3 separate regions of the Mus musculus genome follow, and regions 1 and 3 are each linked to region 2. The links are chromatin contacts, called in public Hi-C and promoter capture Hi-C maps. All regions are on one chromosome and are shown on one strand. The core of a region is the stretch at or near the end of the contact, and the rest is flanking DNA. Distances in the headings are between cores, read along the strand shown. Region 1 holds the start of E2f2 (E2F transcription factor 2). Region 2 holds the start of Laptm5 (lysosomal-associated protein transmembrane 5). Region 3 holds the start of Zc3h12a (zinc finger CCCH type containing 12A).

The links. Promoter capture Hi-C pulls out the DNA fragments that hold promoters and counts their contacts. Hi-C and Micro-C count contacts between places; a contact is called where the count stands out from the background.
Region 1: a promoter capture Hi-C map of pre-B cells shows a contact between it and region 2, with 4 times the contacts expected there. The contact joins the promoter of E2f2 here to the promoter of Laptm5 in region 2.
Region 3: a Hi-C map of CD8 T cells shows a contact between it and region 2, with 5 times the contacts expected there. The contact joins the promoter of Zc3h12a here to the promoter of Laptm5 in region 2. A contact is called at or near these places in 1 of 39 promoter capture datasets (pre-B cells) and 2 of 484 Hi-C or Micro-C datasets (CD4 T cells and CD8 T cells).

Annotation. Positions count from the first base shown.
Region 1 is chr4:136,170,807-136,175,175 of GRCm38.p6, forward strand. It overlaps E2f2 (E2F transcription factor 2), which reads left to right and starts at 1,468. Exons shown (of 7, transcript NM_177733.7): 1 at 1,468-2,232. The coding sequence starts at 1,975.
Region 2 is chr4:130,911,143-130,915,741 of GRCm38.p6, forward strand. It overlaps Laptm5 (lysosomal-associated protein transmembrane 5), which reads left to right and starts at 2,174. Exons shown (of 8, transcript NM_010686.4): 1 at 2,174-2,292. The coding sequence starts at 2,206. Gm38599 (a long non-coding RNA gene) reads right to left here and starts at 2,750. Exons shown (of 5, transcript XR_001784452.2): 1 at 2,633-2,750.
Region 3 is chr4:125,125,591-125,129,656 of GRCm38.p6, forward strand. Zc3h12a (zinc finger CCCH type containing 12A) reads right to left here and starts at 2,291. Exons shown (of 6, transcript NM_153159.2): 1 at 2,177-2,291; 2 at 1,016-1,492. The coding sequence starts at 1,458.

The sequences.
Region 1 (4,369 bases), core at 218-2,717, 5.3 Mb after region 2:
AGAAATCTACCTGCCTCTGCCTCTCACATGCTGGCATTAAAGTCATGTGTCACCACCTCTTGGTGGTCTACTGTAGACTAAAGAGGCCTGTGTATTCCAGATCAAGTCTGATATAGCAACAGCTGTCGATTCTCATGGACCAAGCTCTGTGCCGAAGGCTTTGCATATACTGTGCCATGAGATTTCTCTGTGACTCCGACATAAGGAATGAGAGAGAGAGAGAAAAAAAAAAAAGACCCAGAGAATGGAGAAGAAATCTTGTCAAACAGCTTTCACAAAAGGGTTAGGGGACTGGATGTGAATTAAGAATGTCGAAGAGAAAGCCTGGGCTACCTGGTTTGTGATGATCTGATCAGGTCTTAACACGGGGACTCAGCCCACCCCCCCTCCTGTTGTGGTAAAATAATTGTTTAGGCCGGTCAATGGTGGCGCACGCCTTTAACCCCAGTGCTTGGAAGGCAGAGGCAGGTGGATTTCTGAGTTTGAGGCCAGCCTGGTCTACAAAGTGAGTTCCAGGACAGCCAGGGCTACACCGAGAAACCCTGTCTCACAAAAACAAAAACAAAAACAAAAACAAACAAACAAAAATTTGTGTAGAAGAAACCTGGAGGTGTTTGATTCAGGAAGGAAGAGTGCTGGGTCCTGTTGGGGAAAATGACCTGACAAACTCTGGACCCTCACCCACGCTGTGCCTGTCAAGGGCGGGGCAGAGTTTGGGAGAGTGGAAAGGAGCTCTTTACTAGAACAAAGACTCCCGACCTGGACTGTCCTACATTTGACTGCCAATTCTCAGATCAGCGAATCTGTGAATGACCCGAGGCACAATATCCCGCCCCTCCGACTCCCTGGTCTTACCCATCCCACTTCTCCGGATTGATGGGATAAATTAAACAACATAACATATATAATGGTCTAATCTTAGTGTACTGTACGGGCGTACAGTAGGCGCTCAATAGAGGTTAGTTTTTTTCCTGAAGAAAAACATAAAAGGGAGGCGCCACCCTTCCCTGCCCCTCTGCCAATTAAAGCCTGGAGGAACAGGTTCCTGGGTTTCATTTGAAGAGAAAGAGGACATATTGGTTATATTAATTAATATATTAATAAATGATTTAACCTAACTAAGCAACAAAGCGAAAACAAAAGGTTTTGTGGCCAGGGAAATGCACTTGAGGGTCAAGACTCAGGTCCCGACTCTGACTCTCTTTCAATGTTTGGCCCCACCCCCAAGGAAAAGAGGTCCGCTCCTCAGCGCTCTTCGCTGTACTGTTGGTCCTTATGCTGGGTGTTCCAGATGCACCTCCTGCCTCAGTTTCGCCTACTGTTACAAGAGGACGCTGAAGTCAGCAGATGTCGCGGCCCCTTTAAGCCACTAAGCTCCTGTCGTAATCGCTGTTTCTTAGACTAAGCCTTTCCGGGGGTGGGTGGGTGGGAGGAGCCTATATATATTGTAGCAGCCAATCGAGGCGCGGCATTTTCCGCGGGAGATCCGAATTTGGCGGCATATAGTTTGGCGCTAAAAAAAAAAAAAAAGAAAAAAAAAAGAAAAAGAAAGAAAAAAGAAGAAAGAAAAGAAAAAGGAGTCCAAGCAAGGGACGGGAACTAGAGGGGTGAACGCAGAGCTCAGCAGGGCGCACAGGACACCCTTCGCGGGTCAGAGCACACGAGTGTCCGCGGGGTCCGTGGGCATTCCGGGACGCTTTCACGCACGGGCGCGACTCCGGACGCCCAGATATTCGGGGCACGAGCCGGACCGGGCCAACTCCTGGCAGTGCCACCTGTGCCACGCGATCTCCGAGTGGCGATCTCCGAGCTCGGCAGCGCTGGGCGGCGGGCCAGGAGGGGAGGGTCCGGCCTTGCCCGGCGGGCGTCCATTGGCGGCTGCTCCCGGCGTCCGCGGTGCAGCCGGCTGCAAAGCCCGCAGGTGCCCCGCGCGCGCGCGCCAGACCCGAGTGGGTAGGGGGCGCCGCACTCGCCATGCTGCGCGCGCCGCGGACCCTGGCTCCGGCCACGGCGCAACCTACAAAGAGCTTGCCGGCGCTGAACCCCACCGAGCTGTGGCCTTCGGGTCTGAGCAGCCCCCAGCTCTGCCCGGCCACCACCGCCACCACCTACTACACTTCGCTTTACACGCAGACGGTGCCTTCCTCTGTGGCGCTGGGCACCTGCCTCGACGCCACTCCCCACGGACCCGAGGGCCAAATTGTGCGATGTGCACCCGCAGGCCGGCTGCCGGTAATGCTGGGGGACCCCCTGTACTTCCCGTATACGTGTCTGGGTGGGGAAAAAGGAGAGAGGGTGCTTGGGACGCCCTACGGCTTGATTACAGCTGGTTGAGGTGGGGAAGCGGGACTGGCAGTAGAGAGAACCCTTTCATTTTCCGACTCCGTGAAGTAATCTCGCCTGCTGTCGCGGACTGCAATGAGCACTGGTCAGGGGAGCCTGGAGACCTAGCCCAGTGCCCCTAGCGCCTGCGTGACCTTGAGGAAGCTTCCAAGGCATCGACGATGCTTAAGTTCATTCATTCTTTCATTGTTTACGCCAGAACCAACACCTGCTTTTTCAGGCCAGGGGCTTGGCCTGTGGGATTTCCTGGTGACTTTAAATCCGCATAGGTCTCCCAGGTCTCTGGTCCAGCCTGGTATCTGGACCAGAGTTGTCTAGCCAGCTCCTTCTCAAGTGTTGTCCTCAGGTCCTCCCCACAGCCTGCTCATCGTCCGAAATAGCCAGTAGCAATGCAAATGTAGTCCGTCTCTTGGGTTTCCTGTTCAGATGGACTGTGACCTCGCGAGTGAGAGATGTGTTGTCAGGGAAGGCCTGGTGTGGTGGCGTTTGGGCTGTAGTACAGGGTTTGTGGGAATGGATGAGAAAGGGCCTGAGGGAGTTAGAGGGAGGGTTGGGGTGGCTGGTTTCAGCTCTGGTCTTCACTGTGTATATTTGGATGTCAGGGCCTCTGTTTCCTCTTCTTAAAAAAAAAAAGTTTTAAAATTACATTTATGTGGGGGATGGGACCGTTTGTGCCACACTGTGTTTGGAGGTCAGAGCACAACTTTTCAGAGTTGGTTTTCTTTTTCAGAGTGGGTCCTGGGGATCAAACTCAAGCTGTTCAGCTTGGTGGCAAACTCCTCTACCCACTGAGCCATCTCGCCAGCCCCACCTTTCCTCTTCTAGAAAATATATCTTCCTTGGCTTGTCTCCTCTGTTAGTTCCAGGTTTGGAAGCAGGTGTCAAGGAGGGGAGATGGTATTTGTAGGGTATGGTAAGTCTAGGGACAGGGATAAGACCACCCTGTGTCCCCAGGGTATTTTGTCCGACCTGTGGCTCTGTCTTTTCTTTCTCCACCCCTGGGGCAGGCTCAGAGCTCAGTGGTCACCTCTCTGGCTCTAGGCAGAGCCAGCCTCATTTTCTGCCTTTGGAGTCAAGCTTTAGTTTTACCTCCCATGATCCCTTTCCTGGGAGTGCAGGAAGTGGCATGGCTGTGTTGTCATGCCCATTTTACAGGGCAAGAAACTGAGGATGAGTGGTGTTCTGTTGCTGTGTCGGCTCTTGGGCATTTTCCAGCCGCATGCATTTGTGTTAGCTTGTGAAGTAAGCTGAACAGGAAGAAGCTTTGTGTTGTGGAAGCGGAAAATCGAGGGTCAAAGTTCATCCAGCGAAGTGACCCACAAATCAGCTCTCTATGAGGCTGGGCTTTACCCCTGAACTGCTCATTCTAGGAGCTAGGTGCCCCTGGGAAAGGGGACTCTGGAGGGCTAATCTTGCCTTTGACCACCTGCTTTTGGATGTAGAGTGTCAGTAACAGCTGGGGTTTTGAACTTCCCCACCAACTCTGCACCTGTCTGCTCTGTCCTCCCAGGGCGGGCTCAGGGATCTTAGCCAGAGTGGCTCTTGCATGCCAGACACAGCTTGGCACTCTGCACCAGTTATCTTGGTTAGGGGATGAGGCTCTCTACAGGTGAGGAAACCGAGCCGAGTGAAGACATTGCCCAACTCACAAGGCCAAGAAGTGGGGAGGGTGGGGGGGGGTGTCATCCTTGCATCAGACTCCCTAAAAGCCTGCCAGGCCCAGAGACCATCTCTGGTCCATCTCCAGATGCTGGGGCCCCAGTGCCCCGTGGGCAGGCCTAACCCCCTGCTTACTCATTTTACAAGGGTGTGACCTGGAGCTGCTCCAAGCCCAACCCTGGGTGTGGCCTTCTGCTTTGTGGCTGCAAAGTGTGGGGTGAGCAAGATTTGTTGGGGAGCTGGCCACCAGAGGGATGACAACCGTGGCTCTGTAGAAGTCAGGCCAGGACTTAGGTCTCCTCGCTTCCTGCCCACTGGTCCTGCTGTCCGCTAGCAAAGACTCCCAAGCTCCCCTGTTGAGTCTCAC
Region 2 (4,599 bases), core at 924-3,423:
AAAATAAATTTATCACTATAAAAGCAAAATTGTCTGTCTGCAGATTGTTTAAACTGATGTCACACAGGGTAGGTATGCCTTATCCCTCTCCTCGGAACCGGCTCTGCACCTGGCTCTCCAGACCACGGTAGTATTACCGCAGGCTGTCTGTCATGATTTGTGTCTGTCCATCACCTTTCCAGCCATCAGATCCCAGGGGCCTTGGGGTTTCCCAGAAGTGCTCAGTTCTACTCCAGGGCATCCACCCTGGTCCCTCTGCTGCTCTCCTTACCCAGCTGGAAGTTGTCAGGATTCGAACCCAGGCTACGAGTCCTTTTATGTCAGGGCTCAGCAAGACTTTTGAAGAAGAAAGTGACTTTCAAATGAAGTATTGAAGGGATGACCAGGTCTGCCAGGAGCTTGTGTGTGTGTGTGTGTGTGTGTGTGTGTGTGTGTGTGTGTGTAAGCCAGGTGTTGACTCTGAGTGTCTTTCTCAATGGCTCTCCATATTAGTTTTGGAGACAGGTTCTCTCACTCAACCCGGAGTTCACCTACCGGATTGCAGATGGGCCACCTTACCAAGCCAGCACACGTGTGCTGGGAACCTGAACTCAGGACCTCAGGTCCTCAAGCTTGCTTGGCAAATACTCTATCGATTAAGCTATCCCCCCAGTGCTCAACCTGCCTGATTTTGTTGCCCTGACAGGACAACTCTTTTCAAGATGAGTATGCTGGGGGCCGTTTCTAATCTCTCCTGGGGCAAAAAATGCTGTGGTGTCCAATCCAAACTCCACAGTGTCACAGGACACCTGCTTGGGGCTTCCCACAGGTCTGAGCAAGGGCTTCTTGTCCCTTCCTTTATTGCAGCGTGGGTCATTTATCCCCTGAGACATCAGGGAAGAGTCTTAAGTCAGGGAAGAGTCTCAAACTTACTAATTCCAACGTTTCTTAGAGAGTGGGGAAGAACGCACAATCCCAGGTTTCTGTCTCGAGGGACCCTGCAAAGCGGGTTCGGCCAGGGGTCTCCCAGATCTCCTCCAGGGGTTACAGACCACAAGAGAAAGAGCCTATTACAGGGGCCTGGTACACACTCATGCCTATGGCTTCCCATGTGACAATTCTTCAGAGCCCAGAGTGAGGAGGAGATGGAGATGTGTGAGAAGCCCAGCTTCAGGGAGGGCCTCTAGGGCAGCGGTTCTCAACCTTCCTGGTGCTGTGGTCCTTTAACACAGTTAGTTCCTCATGCTGTGGTGATCCCCACCCATAAAATTATGTTTTGTTGCTACCTCATAACTGTAATTTTACTTCTGCTATGAGTTGTAATGTAAATATCTGATATCCAGAATATCTGATATGTGACTCCCATGAAAGGGTCGGCCGACCCCTGGACAGGTTATGATCCACAGGTTGAGAATTACTACTCTAGAGGCAGTTGGCCTCCGTTCCAGTTCCCACTCCTTTTTAGACTATCTTGGTGACTGCAAGGGAGAAATGGCTTCATCCTGTGCCTCAGTTTTTTCATCTGTGCAATGGGGATAAGAATAGCACCTCCTCCTGGGAAGTGACAGTATTCGCCTTTAATCCCAACACTTGGTAGGGAGAAGCAGGCAGATCTCTATAAGTTTGAGGCCAGCCTGCTCTACAGAGTGAGTTCCAGGACAGCCAGGGCTCTACAAAGAAACCCTGCCCCCCCCCTCCCCCCGCAAACCAAACCAAATCAGACCAGACCAAACCAAACCAAACCAAACCAAACCAAACCAACAGTCCCTCCCTGGAACAGCCCAGGTAAGGAGCTAAGCTTCACAGGATCTCGAAGGAGCAGTTTACTGACAGCTACTGTTTTTACAACCAGACACATTTGAGTTTGAATCCTTCCATTAGAACTACTGTTTGATTAGGGACAGATTTCCATATCGGATTCTTTTTCTAGAAAAGGGCTTCTAGGGCGGTGTTCAGCATCCAGGAAGCAGAGTGCATATAAATGCGGAGCCCAGCCCTGGTGAAGCATTGGAGCCCCTGGGAGTGGTAGATGCCTCAGTCGGGCTCCCTGTGACCCCCCCCCCCCTTCCCTCCCCTGCAGCTGCTACAACCCAGACTTACAGACCTGGCCCCTACCGTCTGAGGGCAAGGCGGAAGTGAGGCAGGCAGCCTGTGGCTTCCTCTTTTTTGTTCTGCTGTGGGCCCAAGACTCCTTACTCAGAGCCTCCGAAGAGGGGACTGCGCACCATGGCCTCCCGTGCAGCGCCGGTCAGACAGACATGCTGTTGTTTCAACATCCGAGTCGCCACCATAGCCCTGGCCATTTACCACATAGTGAGTATTGGGGAGTCTGGGGTGTTTGGTGTGTGTGTGTGTGTGTGTGTGTGTGTGTGTGTGTGTGTGTGCGTGAGGACACACTGAGACCTTCCAACTGGGGGATTGCTACCTATTACTTGTCTGTGGGACCCTGGACAAGCCCTGTGCTACTCTGGGCCTTAGTAGTTCCCTGTGGAGTTGAACAGAATAGTGCCCTTTTGGTTGTGGCTGTGCAAAGAGAAAGGCAGGCTGGCAACGGGGAGGAGTGCAGGTTGGGATTGTTCCAGGATGCCAAGCTCCACACAGGCCCGGGTGTAGGGCTTTCTGGGCCCTTTCCTAGTCTGGGGTCTGGGTTTACCTTTGGACTTCTACTGGGAACCAGCGACTGCTTCCTCTCAGCTCACAGCTCAGTCAAGCTGCCACCTTCTCCCTTCAAGGATGGCTTAAGCTTTGTGGCTGGGGAACTGCTTGGGGGTGGTGGGGGGCAGCCAGCATGTCACAGTGGCTGTCATTGTCACAGTGTGACCCCAGGTCCAGTCTTAGTGACCAGGGATAAGGCTCTCCCTTTGGAGTGGCCTAAAGTTGGAGTCTCTGTTCTCTTCTGCTGGGATTTACCCCTCACCCCCTGCCCCTGGCCACACTTAGCTCTCTGAGGCCCAAACATTTCTTGGCTTCAGTGACTCAGACAGAACCTGTGGCTAACAGCTCTCCTGGGCCTGGAAGAGCTTCCTCAAAATCAACCTAAATCCGTAGGCTGCTGCGCAGAGCCTGGTGACATCTGCTTCCGGCCACAGGCCGTGTGGCACCAGGCAGTGGTACAAACCAGTTCTGTCCTGAAGCTCTTGTGTGCACCTCCCTGCCCCCCTCCCCCATTCCCAGCCTTTGCTGTGCAGTCTCACATGACTTGTTGAACCTCTCTGAGCCTGTTTCTTTAGATCAAAACAGAAGATGAGGATGATAAGAGCTGTGTGTTGGGTGGCTGTGTGGGTGAAGTTGATATCTATAAAGCATGAGGGACATGTGCAACATGGTCCCCTGCCTTTCCATGAGTGTGTCTTGACCCACCTGTCCACCGAAAGCAGGGGTTCTCAACCTTCCTAATGTTGCGACTCTTAAATACGGTCCCTCACGTTGTGGTGACCCCACCCTCCCCAACCGTAACATTATTTTCATTGCTACTTCATAACCATAATTTTACTACTGTTATGAATCATAATGTAAATATATTTTTAGATAAAGAGTTGTCAAAAAGGTCTCAACCCATAGGTTGAGAACCACTGTTCTAGGGCCTGGCATGGGGGATGGGGAGACTCAGAGTCTGTCCTGTACAGCCTCAGCCAGCACAGGAGCTGAGAGGGGCGGTGGCACTCTGTCTCGGCATCAATTCTTTCAGATTGTCATTGCTGAGATAGCACACCATTCTGGGAAGGACGTGACAAGGGTCCTTATGCCAGCTCTGCCAGAGCCAGCTGTTTGAGCTCCTGGGAAAACCCGGCTTGGGGCTTGCTTCCCTATCTAAAGTGGAGACCAGGGGCTGTGGATGGGATCTTTGAACTTAGACGTTTGCAGTATGCTGGAGGTGGGGGTGGGTCACTAAGTGGCTTCAGTGGGGTGGAGGGGCTTGCGGTCGCTGGAACCCTTGCTCCATCTGCTCTGGTGGCTCTGCTCCTGTCTTGCAGAGAAATGTTTCCTGTCTGATTGGCTGGCATCTCAGAAGAGCATAAACATATTAAAAAGTAAATAAACCTGGCAGGCTGCATCGTGCAACCATTGGGTTTTCTTTTTATTCATGCGGTCTAAGCACCTCAGCTGTGGGTGCATGAGTGATGTCCCGTTTCCATAAAGATCAGGACACTGTGGGTCAAGCGATCAGGGAAGGCTTCCTGGAGTGAGTGTCACAGGTGGGGATACTGTAGTGTGGGAGGGGGAGTGTGGATGAGGAGCTGGTGTGCCCGAGGTATGCCAGGTTCCGGACCCTACTGAGACAGTTGGTGGGGGGAGGAAGTGACTTTGTGTGAAGTTGAGCCTTTGAGCCTTTCCTCTGGTGCTCCAGTGTTATTTGGGGCTTGGTCATTCTTTGCATTGTGTTAAGAAGGTCACCTCCTAGCCACCGTTCCAGGTCCCTAGACTTTGAGCCATGATTGTGCAGTCTGCAAAACCACTGCGTGGTATGTGAGTCATTCAGAGCCATGGAATGTTGTAGAGCCGCGGGGTAGGGGTATAAGAAAGAGCAGAGAAGCCTGAAAGTCAGATACCCATCCCAGGGACTGGGTTAGAACACACAGATGATCTTCCTACCTCCTTGGCCAGAGGCGCTTTTCCACT
Region 3 (4,066 bases), core at 1,041-3,540, 5.8 Mb before region 2:
TCCTGACTCACCAGCCCGCTGTGCAGGGAGCTGGGAGAAAGCAGAGCTGGAGGGTGCGGCCTGGATAGAAGGGAGAAATCAGGGCTCCTTAAGGTCAGAGGCAGCCTGGCTCCCATTCTGCCTCCACCCCACCCCATTCCTTGAGAGATATGCAAAGGCGGCAGGAGATCTGGGAACCCCCAGAGGTCAGGCCAGCCTGAGCGGCTTCAGGGAGTATAGATTCTCATTACAGCACACCTGAGCCCAGAGCATCAGGCTACCCGTACACACGCATCTGAAGATGCCAGATCTGACCAAAAGGTCACAGCTGGTTAGGGCTAGGAAGCTCTGAATAACTAATGAGCCTTGCTTCAGTGGGAGCTCGAGTCGGGGACAAGGAGATCCCAGAAGACTCAAGTCATGGAATAACATCTGTCCACTGAGTACTTCTTCTTTTTTGAGACAGGGTTTCTCTGTATAGAACCTGGCTATCCTGGAACTCACTCTGTAGACCAGGCTGGCCTTGAACTCAGAAATCTGCCTGTTCTGCCTCCCAAGTGCTGGGATTAAAGGTGTGTGCCACCACGCCCGGCTCCACTGAGTACTTGTAACTCTCCACGTTCTATGAATTTTCTCCCCACAGGGGCCACCTGAGTGGAAAGTTTGACAGGAGAAGAAAAAGCCCAACTGGCTAAGTGACTGGCCCACGGGTTAATCCCTTATACTGTCCTGCCTCATGCCGTAGGCAAGGATAGACCATGGCACAAGGTACACTCCAGGCAAAGAAGGCTGGGTTTGAATCTTTGCTTCTCATTTATCAAGAAGTGTGACTCTTGGCAAGGATTTGAGCTGTTTTCCTTCTTATAGCATTGGAGAAACAGCCCTGAGGAAGTCTTTAAGGCTTAAGGGGTTCCTTCTGGCACATGGTGGGATCTCACAGACAGCTTTTGTGTTCCTTCACCAGTCCAAGAGAAAAGCCAAGCCCCCTTCCCAAAGGAAGAGCTACAGACACTATTCCACAGGTCTCCACACATACCTCATGGCCACATTGCTTCCGTCGATGACCACAGGTCTCAGGTCGCTGCCCTCTCTGTCCTCCTCTGGGAGTGAGGGTTCTAGAGTGGAAGGCTTGGGGGTGCTTCCACCCCGGGGCACCAGAGGGGGCTGGGGGCTGGGGGCCGTCAGGGCCTGGCATTCTCGTTCAGTAGCTGAGCCATGCTTCACCAATTCCCCTAGCACCGTGTTGGTGTCTGCTTGGACTCCCAGCTTCTGCAGGACACTGTGGATCTCAGAGGACGAGTACCCCAGTTTACGGAAAAAGTCCACCTTCATCTGCAGCTCGGAAGTAGGGGCCTCTTTAGCCACAGGATCCTGGTCTGGCTGAGGTCGACCCTGGCTGCTGTGTCTGTCCTCAAGACTCCACAGACTCATGGTGGGGTTGGATTCTTGGACAGGCTTCGTTCCACAAGGGTCACTCATATTTCACATTCTTGGAATGTGTCCATCACAGCTCCTATTGACCAGACCACAGGGTTAAGGGCAAGCAATGCCCAATATAGGTCTCTTTCAGACTCTCTTCCACAGAATGGGGCAACACGAACTGAGAAGACGCTATTCAAAGCCATTCTCACGTGTCAGCCCACGCTGTGCTCTCAAAGAGCTCTCAGCATTAGTTATTTTTACAAGAGGGAGACCGAGGCACAGGCAGTAAGCGTTTACTCAAGATCATCAACTCAAAGTTTGTGATACAAACATTTGAACTTGGTCTGACTCCACCCCCAAACCCCGTTCTGTTCCATGCCAACCCAAGGGACCCAAGAGGCAGGGGCGGGGCTCTCAGAAGGAAACTGGGGCTGGAAGTGCGCAGGGGACCCAGGGGCTTCCCCATTGTGGCCACCGCCTTCGTCTCCGAGTCTCATACTTCGGCTCAGGGACAGAGTTCTATTCTGGGAAGGACAAGTTTCCGGGGTGACCCACGGAGAGAAAAGTTGCTGGGCGACTCTGGTTGGCTACCGGGCCCGGTGACGCGAGGAGGTCCTGGCTAGAGCCCGGAGAACGCCGGGTGCCCCAAGACACCCCGTTCCACGCACCAGGGTGAACTCAGCGGGGTCCCAGCGATGGAGACACTGCCCGCGCGCGACCCTCCCGGAGTCAGACCCAACGCAGCGCAGCACCCGTTCCACCCGGTAGCACTCACCCCGCTGAGCGCCGGACGTCGTCTGTAAGGTGTCCATGGAGCCGAGTCTCGGGCTCTGACGGCACCTTCGTAGCCGCGACAGGCGGGCAGGTGCTTTAAGGGCAATGACGCGGAAGCCGGGCAGGGCCGCCGCCCCTTCCTGCTCCGCCTCCCTCCTGCCCCGCCCCACGGTAGGTCGGAGCCGGCTCCGCCCCGTTTCTGAACAAGTCCCGCCCCAGCATCTCTAGCCACGCCCCTGGCCACACGAAGTCTGGGCGGCTCCAGGCTTGTACCACCCGACTGCTTAACGCCGGCTCTGCAGAAGCAGGTTCCGTGCACCATGCAAAACCGGAATAGAACGGCCTCGCAGGTTCACTTCAACAACTTGACACGTCCACCGGCTTGGTCCAGGTTTCTAGTTGCACAAGTTGAGGCCACAGCCGGCAGAGATCCGGCCACTCCAGTTCAGTCACATAGGTTGTGAACTGAAGCCTGTTCAGCGATAGAGTCACACTCAGGACCAGGGACACTTTTCTTGAAGTAAATACCTTCCCAAGACAGGAGGGCTCCACCACCACAAGTTGCATAGTGGTGGAGGAAATGCCAGGAAAAGGAGGGACATTGACACCAATCGCCATGGGAGAGTCCGTGAAGAATGCTATCAAGCAGACTGCAAAAACTCATCTTGTCCCTTATCCTCAAGAGGTCAAGATCCCTCAGTCGAGCACAGCCCTGTACATTATCATCCTGGGGCTTAGATATTGGACAGATCCTTGTGCTCAGGGACCTTCTGTTTTCTTTGGCTTTTGTTGTTCTTTCTGACACAAGGTCAAGCTATGTAACCCATGCCGGCCTCAAACAGCCCAGTGGCCCCATCCATCAGGATCCTGTGTGCTGAGGTTATAGGTGTGAGTTATCATGCTTGCTCCATTTACCTCTGAGAAATGCAGGAAAAAGCTGAAGGGCCTCAGCCATGTAGATCAAGATAGGAGGTCCCAGCTGGGTGTGGTGGCGCACACCTTTAATCCCAGCACTTGGGAGGCAGAGGCAGGAGGATTTCTGAGTTCAAGGCCAGTCTGGTCTACAGAGTGAGTTCCAGGACAGCCAGGGCTACACAGAGAAACCCTGTCTTGGAAAAAAAAAATAGGAGCTCCCACTCTGTAGCACCAGGGACCACTATGAGCATTCTGGGGGACACTAGTGACTCAGGGCAGAGGGAAGGGAGCCTGGCTGTCAGTGTGCCTGCATGCATGCACGAATGCATGTGTGTGTGCTAGAGAAGAGAGAGGTGCCCAGGAGAGGGAGAAAGGGAACCCAGGACCTGCACACAGGAAGACAAAGTCTATTATGTCACCAGCATGCTTGCATATAGGGAAACTGAGGCTCAGGAAGCCAAAACACTCAAAAGTAAGAATTAATTACTGTGTGTCAATACTTCAGTCATATCTCACCTGTCTAAGCAAATGCAGTTGTCTTCTAAGGACATTGGCTGTTTTAATAAAATGGTTTTATAGTAAAAGATACCACCAACATAGCTACATACATTCAGTCTAAAAAGAGATAACAATAATTTTTATTGACTTTATTTAGTTTTTAATTACCGTATTGATGTGCATGGGAATTTTGTATGCATGCCTGGTGCCCCAGGAGGCCACAAGGGGCTTAGGACCCCTGGAACTGGAGTTACAGATGGTTGTGAGCTTCAACATGGGTGTCGGAAATCAAACCAGGATCCTCTGGAAGAGTGGCCAGTGATCTTAAACACTGAGTTCTCTCTTCAGCTCCCAACAATAATTTTTAAAGCTGCATCTCTGTTATCTTTTGCAGGTTTGTTTGTTTGTTTGTTTGTTTGTTTGTTTGTTTGTTTTTCGAGACAGGGTTTCTCTGTATAGCCCTGGCTGTCCTGGAACT